2 separate regions of the Zea mays genome follow, and region 1 is linked to region 2. The links are chromatin contacts, called in public Hi-C maps. All regions are on one chromosome and are shown on one strand. The core of a region is the stretch at or near the end of the contact, and the rest is flanking DNA. Distances in the headings are between cores, read along the strand shown.

Evidence for each region. A called contact is a pair of places that touch in the nucleus more often than the background predicts.
Region 1: a Hi-C map of leaf mesophyll shows a contact between it and region 2, with 5 times the contacts expected there. The contact joins the promoter of LOC100273645 here to the promoter of LOC109945306 in region 2. A contact is called at or near these places in 2 of 25 Hi-C or Micro-C datasets (ear and leaf mesophyll).

Annotation. Positions count from the first base shown.
Region 1 is chr3:160,751,703-160,756,225 of Zm-B73-REFERENCE-NAM-5.0, reverse strand. It overlaps LOC100273645 (60S ribosomal protein L13), which reads left to right and starts at 2,253. Exons shown (of 5, transcript NM_001161720.1): 1 at 2,253-2,300; 2 at 2,658-2,791; 3 at 3,335-3,468; 4 at 3,725-3,883; 5 at 3,985-4,416. The coding sequence starts at 2,683. The coding sequence ends at 4,209.
Region 2 is chr3:159,999,723-160,004,510 of Zm-B73-REFERENCE-NAM-5.0, reverse strand. LOC109945306 (auxin-responsive protein SAUR50) reads right to left here and starts at 2,346. Exons shown (of 1, transcript XM_020551148.1): 1 at 1,422-2,346. The coding sequence starts at 2,067. The coding sequence ends at 1,606.

The DNA.
Region 1 (4,523 bases), core at 1,004-3,503, 750 kb before region 2:
TGATTTGTACTTTGTCCATCTTTTACACTTAGGCACTTGTGTTGGACACTAAATCACCAAAATACTTAGAAATGGCCCAAGGGCACATTTCCCTTTCAGTTGCGAGCTCTTGTTGCGACTTGTGTGTGTGTTGATACTTTGATTCTTGTGTCTTGTGTGCGTTGCTAATCCTCCCTTGCTCTGTGTTTCTTTGTGAATTTCAAGTGTAAGGGCGAGAAGCTCCAAGTTGTGGAGATTCCTCGCAAACGGGATAAAGAAAAGCAAGCAAAACACTGTGGTATTCAAGTGGGTCTTTGGACCGCTTGAGAGGGGTTGATTGCAACCCTCGTCCGTTGGGACGCCACAACGTGGAGTAGACAAGCGTTGGTCTTGGCCGAACCACGGGATAACCACCGTGCCATCTCTGTGTTTTGATCTGTTGTGGTTATTGCGTTTTGACTTCTCTCTAGCCACTTGGCAATTATTGTGCTAACACTTAACCAAGTTTTTGTGGCTTAAGTTTTAAGTTTTACAGGATCACCTATTCACCTCCCCCTCTAGGTGCTCTCACTTACCGATAGTGGTGGAGGACACATTAAAATTAAGATGTTGCTGACATAACGGCGAAATAAAATTTACTATTACCTTATTCCAGAGTCATCATGATCATAATCCATTTATAACTAAATGTTGTATAGCGAATGAATCTGAAAAAAGAGAAATGTGTTATTAATAGCAAATTGAGGTAAAATTTGTTAAACAATTGAAATAAGAATATACATTTCCACGGATTCATTTTTAAATAAGAGAAATGTGTTATTAATAGCAAATTGAGGTAAAATTTGTTAAACAATTGAAAAAAGAGACATGGAGGGCGATGTAGGAGAAGAGGCGATGAGATACGATGTACCACATCACCATGTCCACGACGGAAGCCAATACTTGTTGTTGGGTTGTTGCAGCGCGGGGCGGATCTGCGAGGAGGAGCTCGGGCGGCACGATGGCTCGCGGGGAGCACCTCATCTTGCCGGCTGTCAAGGAGCTGTGGTGGAGCTCGCCTGGCTAGGCAGACAGGCGACCTGGGACTAGGAGGCGTCGTCGAAGCCGAGTCGGCCTAGGCGTGGGTGGTCCGGAGCTCGAGCTCGGTGAAACAGGGAGATTGGAGTTGGCACCTGGTGGAACAGGGACATGACAACGACAGACGACCGACAGAGCTTAGATGCTGGCGTCGACGGTCGAAAGCGGGTGCGTTATGCGTGCATCGGTCTTGCCCAAATAGTAGGGTTAGGACTTAGAAATTAGTTTTTTTTACTGTGGGTCTCTAGTTGGGCTGGGACAAGGTGTTGCTCGAGCAACGCCTCCGCTCTTGCTTACCGGCAAATGCATCTTCAAGAGATGAGACCATACTTTTGCTCAGTAATTTTAAGAACGGGTTTGGTGACCAGAGAATTGAAGAGGATTCATGTGGAAGAATCCTCTTGCACACCATACAAAGCCCTGTCACGCCATGAAAGGGAAAATATGCACCAACAAACAACCCGTACATATACAATAGCGGTCCTAATCCACAACAACAAAGAATACTACCTCCTTTTACAAATATATGATAATATTGACCTTTTTTCTAAAAAAACTTTCACCACTCATCTTATTCAAAATATTTATTCAAAAATGTAACATTTTAAGTCATGTTCAAATGACCTCCAATGATAAAAATAAATTATAAAAAAATAAACAACAACTCACGATTTTTTTAAATAAGATAAGTAATTAAAGTTTTTTAAAGTCAACGACAAAATATATTTGTGAACTCATGGACTATATTTCAACTCGATAGTCGGCCATTGTTTGTTTTCGGTCACGTAATTCTAAAACCGTATATATTTTGTTCATCAAACTTTTAACACATGAAAGTTTACCCTTCGAGTAGGTAAATTTAAGATGGTTTTATGTTTATAAAAAAGTAAAAGACCATTTAAAAATCATATTTATTTATGTTTAAATCAGAAAACACGACAATTTTCTCCCTAAATATGAAACGTGCACCTACGGCCCAAACAGCATGGAACGGAACGGGGACGTAGAGGCCCACCTCATGGAAATATTTTCACTTGTCCATTAGAAAGGCCCGATGAGATCCGCCCACTCAACGGCCCATCAATTCCGTCACCAGAATGGTGAGATCTCGGCCGTCCAAGCTAGGGCTCGCGCCTCCTCTCCTCCGACCCCTATAAGCACCCAACCCTAGCGCAAAACCCCGCCTCCGCTGGACACCCCGCTCCGCCTCCACTCCTCGCGCCGCTGCCGCATCTCCTCTACAGGTAAGACCTTTTGCTCGTCGGCTTCCTACCTCCTGGGCTTCGTTCTGTGCTGCGTGTGGGTTCGTTGCCCGTCTGATCTCGGTTGTTAATCGACTGCTTAGCCGTGGCCTGTGGGATGCGCACGCGGATCTTGCTGCGCGACGGCTCTGGGTTCCTCTTGATCCGTTTCCTAGCGCTGACCATAGGATCTGGTGTGCTCTCGATGCGTTTGTGTGCATTGGTGTTGCAACTTGCTCGAGGCGCTGCTAACGAGAGCATAGGGTGGAGCTGGCGGCAGCTCGTTGATTCTTGTTCCCGTGGTGTGCTCGTTGCTCGTCTCTGCTGATGCCGTCACTGTTGCGTTGTTGATGTGTACAGGTAAGAAGGAGAGAAAGAGGGCGAAATGGTGAAGCACAACAACGTCATCCCCAACGGGCACTTCAAGAAGCACTGGCAGAACTATGTCAAGACATGGTTCAACCAGCCCGCCCGCAAGCAGAGGCGCCGCATCGGTGAGCTCATCGCCATTTTTTAGCCTACCTACAACATTTCGCGTGCTTGTTGAATTCAAACTAGCTAATAAACAGGTCACTTGTCCTGCCCATTGCAATTGCCTCATCCCCATCGATAATGAACCAGTGCAAGGTTTAGTTTGTTGCAATCTAGTATGTTTGGTTTCGTATTGGCTTGCTAAATAAGTTAGTTTTAACACTAGTTTGTTCATCCTTTAAACTGTAACACCAGTTGGCTGTTCCTTGTTTGTACCATGACACCACCTAGTATTCAGGCCTGGCGGCCTGCACTAGCTAAGCCTGGATAGCTCCCAAGCCACCACCTACCGGGTGTCCGGGTGAATATGCTAATCGGGTTTGCTATGCTTGTATCTGATTTGCAGTGCATTGTTTTCCCTTTATGCTATCGATGAAGTAACCAAACTAAAAGTTCACTTGCTTTACTCAACAATTGCTTTCATTGATTTACTTGTTATGTATGATTTCCCCCCTATTGCACCTGCTGACAAGCGTATAATTTACCCTGCTATGTTCTCTGTGCAGCACGTCAAAAGAAGGCTGTGAAGATATTCCCACGACCAACTGCTGGCCCTCTTCGTCCCATTGTTCAATGCCAGACTCTCAAGTACAACATGAAGTCAAGGGCTGGGAGAGGCTTTACCCTTGAGGAGTTGAAGGTGATGCATTGTTTGCTCTTGAGCCATGTTTGTTTTGTTGTTCTCATATCAAATGAATTGCTGTTGTATGTATGCCACATGCTATTTTTGTGTGAACCGCTGTATAGAGGCTGATATGCTGTCTTTTGCATGACCACAAATTTTCTAATGTTTATAAATTTTGCTATCTCATGGTGTTTAATTTTTGCTGTTCCTTTTCTACTTGTTGAATTACCTTGTGTTATCTTGATATTAGAAGTAACTATGTTGATTGCAGGCTGCGGGCATTCCAAAAAGGCTTGCTCCAACCATTGGCATTTCTGTGGATCACCGCCGCAAGAACAAATCCCTTGAGGGGCTGCAGGCCAATGTCCAGAGGCTTAAGACATACAAGGCCAAGCTGGTTATCTTCCCAAGGCGTGCTCGCAAGGTCAAGGTATGAGTAGTCATCTTTTCCTGAACAATTAAGTATCTCTTGAAGGCATTGTCTCTGGCTGCTTTGATCTCAAAATCCCTTATCACCTACTTTTGTTGCAGGCTGGTGACTCTACTCTGGAGGAGCTTACCACTGCTACCCAGGTACAGGGTGACTACATGCCAATTACTCGCGGTGAGAAGCGCTCTGTAGAGGTTGTGAAGGTCACAGATGAGATGAAGGCGTTTGCGGCCTATGGCAAGCTCCGCCTTGAGCGGATGAACAAGAAGCACCTCGGTGCCCGCCAGAAGAAGGCAGCTGAGGCAGAGAAGGAAGACAAGAAGTGAAGCAGCCAAACTTTGTAGCCTGTTTTGTTCTGTTCAGTCATAGCGAGATGCTACTTCCATCAAGTGCTTGTTCCAAGTTTTTTTTGGGTGCTGGAAATAGAGACCAGTCAAATATTTTGGTGTCCTACTGTTTGATACCTTGTATTTGTTTGCGAACTCAGCTATCTAATGGGTTAATGAATTCTTGGCGACGCACGATTCTGCCTTAATGTTTTGAATTTATATAGCATCTTAAATGTTCCTGCTGCGGCCATGGCTATCTCCAGTCTCCAGTGGATGCCCCAAAGGCTCAAACGGTATACTCTCTTTCTGCG
Region 2 (4,788 bases), core at 1,097-3,596:
ACCGTCCCACTCAGGCCGTCTTCGTCCCTCTCGCACATCTTCGTCGCTCCCGCACGCTCCCGACAGAACCTTTTCACTTTCCCGCTCACGCCCCTCTTTCTCCACGAACGGCTCAACCTCTTCACATAAGTTGCAATCACACCAGACCAGCAGTTGCAATCACACCAGACCAGCAGTTGCAATTACACCAGACCAACAGTTGCAATCATTGTTTTGTTTAAGAGATTTTTGTACATAGTTATATAAAAGTTGCAATCACACCAGACCAGCAGTTGCAATTACACCAGAAAGCAGTTGCAATCACACCAGACATCAGTTGCAATCATTATTTGTTTAACAGTTTTTTGGACATAGTTATATAGAAGTTGCAATCACACCAGACCAGCAGTTGCAATTACACCAGAAAGCAGTTGCAATCACACCAGACATCAGTTGCAATCATTATTTGTTTAACAGTTTTTTGGACATAGTTATATAGAAGTTGCAATCACACCAGACCAGCAGTTGCAATTACACCAGACAGCAGTTGCAATCATTGTTTGTTTAACAGATTTTTGGACATAGTTATAAAGAAGTTGCAATCACACTAGACCAGCAGTTGCAATTACACTAGACAGCAGTTGCAATCATTGTTTGTTTAACAGATTTTTGGACATAGTTATATAGAAGTTGCAATCACACCAGACCAGCAGTTGCAATTACACCAGACCAGCAGTTGCAATCATATTTTTTAACAAAATTTTCCAGAGTTATTCAGTACTTGCAATCACATCAGAGCAACTCAGCAGTTGCATCTACACCATACCAGCAGTTGCAATTACAACACACCAGCAGTTACAATCATTTTGTTTACATTTTTTAACAGATATTTGGGTAGAAATATACAGCAGTTGCAATCACACCTAATGCGGGGGACAGGGAGGCGCGCTGACAGAGAGGCGCGCGGCGGCGCGGGGACATGGAGGCACGCGGCGACGCGGGGACAGGGAGGCGCTCGACGGCGGTGGGGGAGAGGGAGGCGCGCGGCGGCGGGGGCAGGGAGGCGCGCGGCGGCGGGGGGCAGGGAGGCGCGCATACAGGAGGGCCGAGGCGTGCTCGGGGGTGTTATTGCAGGTGGGTGCATTCAATATAGAGAATGCACCCAGGTGCATTTTAGTGCCGCCGTGTGTGTGTGTGTATATATATATATATATATATATATATATATATATATATATATATATATATATATATATATATATATATATATATATATATATATATATATATATATATATATATATATATATAGTGTATACAGAAACCTGTATTACCTGAGACTAATTGAAATGACGACTAAACTTTAGAGTCCACGATTTCTATAGTTGATCGATCCAACTGGATCGATGAGCTAGGGCTCACAGTCACACACAGCATACACATGCATGAACATAGTATGATCATGAGCAGAAAGCCAACGATTCTGCTATGGATGACACTTAGTCGTCATAGCAGATTAGCAGTAGAGAACTAGTACTACGCTACGTACCAGAATTCCTACAGCACCATTAGCTCACTAATCATGATGTGTTTGTTAGTAGGTAATCCTTGTCTTTCTGCTCTCTCTCACCTCCTCCTGCCAACCATCGGCGGCGACGACAGCATCCGGTACCCGGCAGCGCGGCCCTTGCTGCCGCTGTGCAGGCCGCACATCGGCGAGGAGGCCGCGGCGACCTCCTCGTTGGCGCCGTCAGCGCGCTCCATCTGCCACAGCACGTCGAGGAAGGAGTCGACGTCGCAGCCGGGCAGCGCGAGCGGGCCCTGCGCCGCGTACCCGTACTCGCGCTCCGTGTCGTCCAGGAGGCGCCGGAACAGAGGGTGGTTGGCGCACTCGGCGCGCACCACGAACCGCTCTCGCTCGGCGCCCACGTACACCGAGAAGCACCCCGGCGGCGACGATGTTGACGACCGGCCGCATGAGCCGCCGCCACCGGCGCTCAGCCCGGACTTGCACCGCTGCAGGGTTCTTGAGATCAGGCTCTTTCTCCCTGCCTTGCTCGTCGTTGTCGTCATCACCGTGGCCGCCATATGCTGGATGAGTGCAAGAAAAGCTGCTGCTGCTGCTTCGGACAGAGCTGAGCTGAGACGAGGCCAGGTGAGGTGAGGTTATAAGGACTTAAGGAGACACGGTCGAGGAGGAGGGCAGTAACCAGCAGCTAGCCTGCTATTGCATATGCATGCATGCTCCAGTCCAGGGTAATAGTGATGTGCAGGATAATGGGCACTAGCAGCAGGTATCTAGCTAGCTGTCTGCTTCTCTATAGGCAGCCAGCTTCTCTACTTGACGCACATTTTCTTGATTTCTTGGTGTGAGAGGAGGAGGACAAACACACAGCAGGCCATATAGGAAGAAGGAAACAGAGACGTACGCTGAGAAAACAAATTTTGCATATATATATATATATATATATATATATATATATATATATATATATATATATATATATATATATATATATATATATATATATATATATATATATATATATATATATATATATATATATATATATATATATATAAGAAATTTGAGAATAGCACAGGTACGTATGCAGGGGTACGGTGCTGCGCTGCACATTTTGTTTTGGAGGCGTTGAAGGAGCACAGACATCGCTCAATAATTGTGTGAGATCTATGCTATCTCCAGTGGTCAACCCCTCTGCTTGCCAATGCCATGTATGTGGAGGAAGCACTGCCTGCTACATGAACTAACGATGCTTTTCTATTTAATTCACACACTGTTAATTTCTCTGTCAGCAGCTGCTTAGGCTTTTGAATTAAACTAATTAGAACATACACACCTCAATAACATGGTCCCGCCGCCTGTGTAGGAACACGGTCGTCGTGCCCTAGAATCGTAGGAAAGATAAGTATTCCAGCTGGTTGTGAATTCGTAATGAATTTTGAAATGCCTCTCTGTACGTATATTGCTGCTTCTTTGTTGATTTTTCTAACACGCTAATGTATGTATGTACGAAACGGAAGACTGCCGTCTTCGTGCCGCTGAAGGAAAAACGATTGTTCATCTTCTTTTTTTTCAAACTTCTCCCTTTTATTTAGGTATTATTATTAATGCATGGTGACCGGCGGCGGCCGGAATAACTGCCGGCAGCTTCTGTTTGAATTGTCAAATAACCCCTTGAGCCATGCTGCATGGCATGATGGCCCTGGCGCCTGCTAGCTTGGAACACGAAAGCGTGCCGAGACTGCATACAGCGCCTGCGTTGAATAAATAACACAACTGTAGACAGATACAGATTTGGGTTGGCGCTTCTGTGAAAACTACGGTTGCAGATCATACCACAACAACTGTAGATATGTGCATGCATCGATCGTCATCTTTGAATTTTAATTTGAATAGGTTCAGTTCCAACGAAAATCAAGTGCGAGGTCTGTCATCACCCGATCTAATAACAATGCAAAAGCCCCACATTTTAGAGGAGGAGATCATAGGTGACAAATCAATCTCTATGAATGCATATATGAAACGGAGTAGCAGCATCAATCAATGATATGATTGTCTTCCTTGCAGTACCTGCAGAATTTATCTGTCTTGCTTCATGGTTTTTGAATGGCCTTTGTAAGGATTGTAAGATTTTTTTCTATATTGTTATTGTTTGGTTTATTTTTCTGTCCTCCCGTAAATAGAGGCGAGGCTTCTCCATTGAAAAGCAAAACCTTGAAAAGACATCATTTGTTTTGTCTTTTAATTCCTCGGCATACGAAGCCTCGAAAAGTCCATCTAGTTTTATAGTCTCATGACTATATATATGCGCATCTTCTTTGCAAAACCAGGCAAAGTGCACAAAGGAATAATACTTAAATCCTCCTCGTCATGATCTAGCTCCTTAGCGTAGACATATGATCTTCTTGAAGACCAAAATATGAATCATCGTCTTTTAACTTGCGTGTATATAACTCCATCTTCACATACGTCTTGCTTGTCAATCAAATCTTTAGACATGCAAATTGACTAACTTGATTCGATCATAGAGGTAGCCGCGCGCAGGTGCAGTTTTCTCATGCAAAACATCTCACAAAATGTTATTTGCTAGATTAAGCTGGATTAATTTGAGTCAAGGACGTATGCTCTTTTCTCTTCTCCGTCCTCGCCGGTCTAAAATAAACTTGAAATCCTCGTTACTAAATTCGTCAAGAGCGTCATCTACTTTATCCAGGTGTACGTGTACTTCATCGCCCGGTGAATAAATAACAGCGATAATACCCAGAACAAAATAATATGCGGAAAATCTGGTATTCTTCATGCGCGCGAAATAACAGCAATAAATGGACGAAGAGCTAATCGATCACCGTGTGCAGGTAGCAAATTGGATGGAAATTCGGATTGGAGGAGCGACAGTCCACCACTTGGTCCGCGTGCGCTAAAATCAACAACGCTGCTCTTGGGTAACAGCAGAAGCAATTTCTCGAAGCGCGTGGACGACAGGCAGCAGGCGGACGACAGCCAGAGCTTTTTTATATTGAATGACTAAACGTATAGATGAGCATGCAAACCGCAGCCCGACAGCCCGGCACGAGGCCCGGTTTTTTGGCCCGGCCCAAGCACGGCACGGCCCGTCTGGTTTCGTGCCCGTGCCAGCCCGACCCGGTAGACCAGGCCGTGCTTGGGCTGCCGAATACACCCGCCGGGCGGCACGGCCCGGCCCGCCAGGAAAAGCAGGCACGGAGCCAGCCCGGTTCCAGGCACACGCCGGACAGCAGCACGAAGAAGGCGTCGGACCGGGCTGC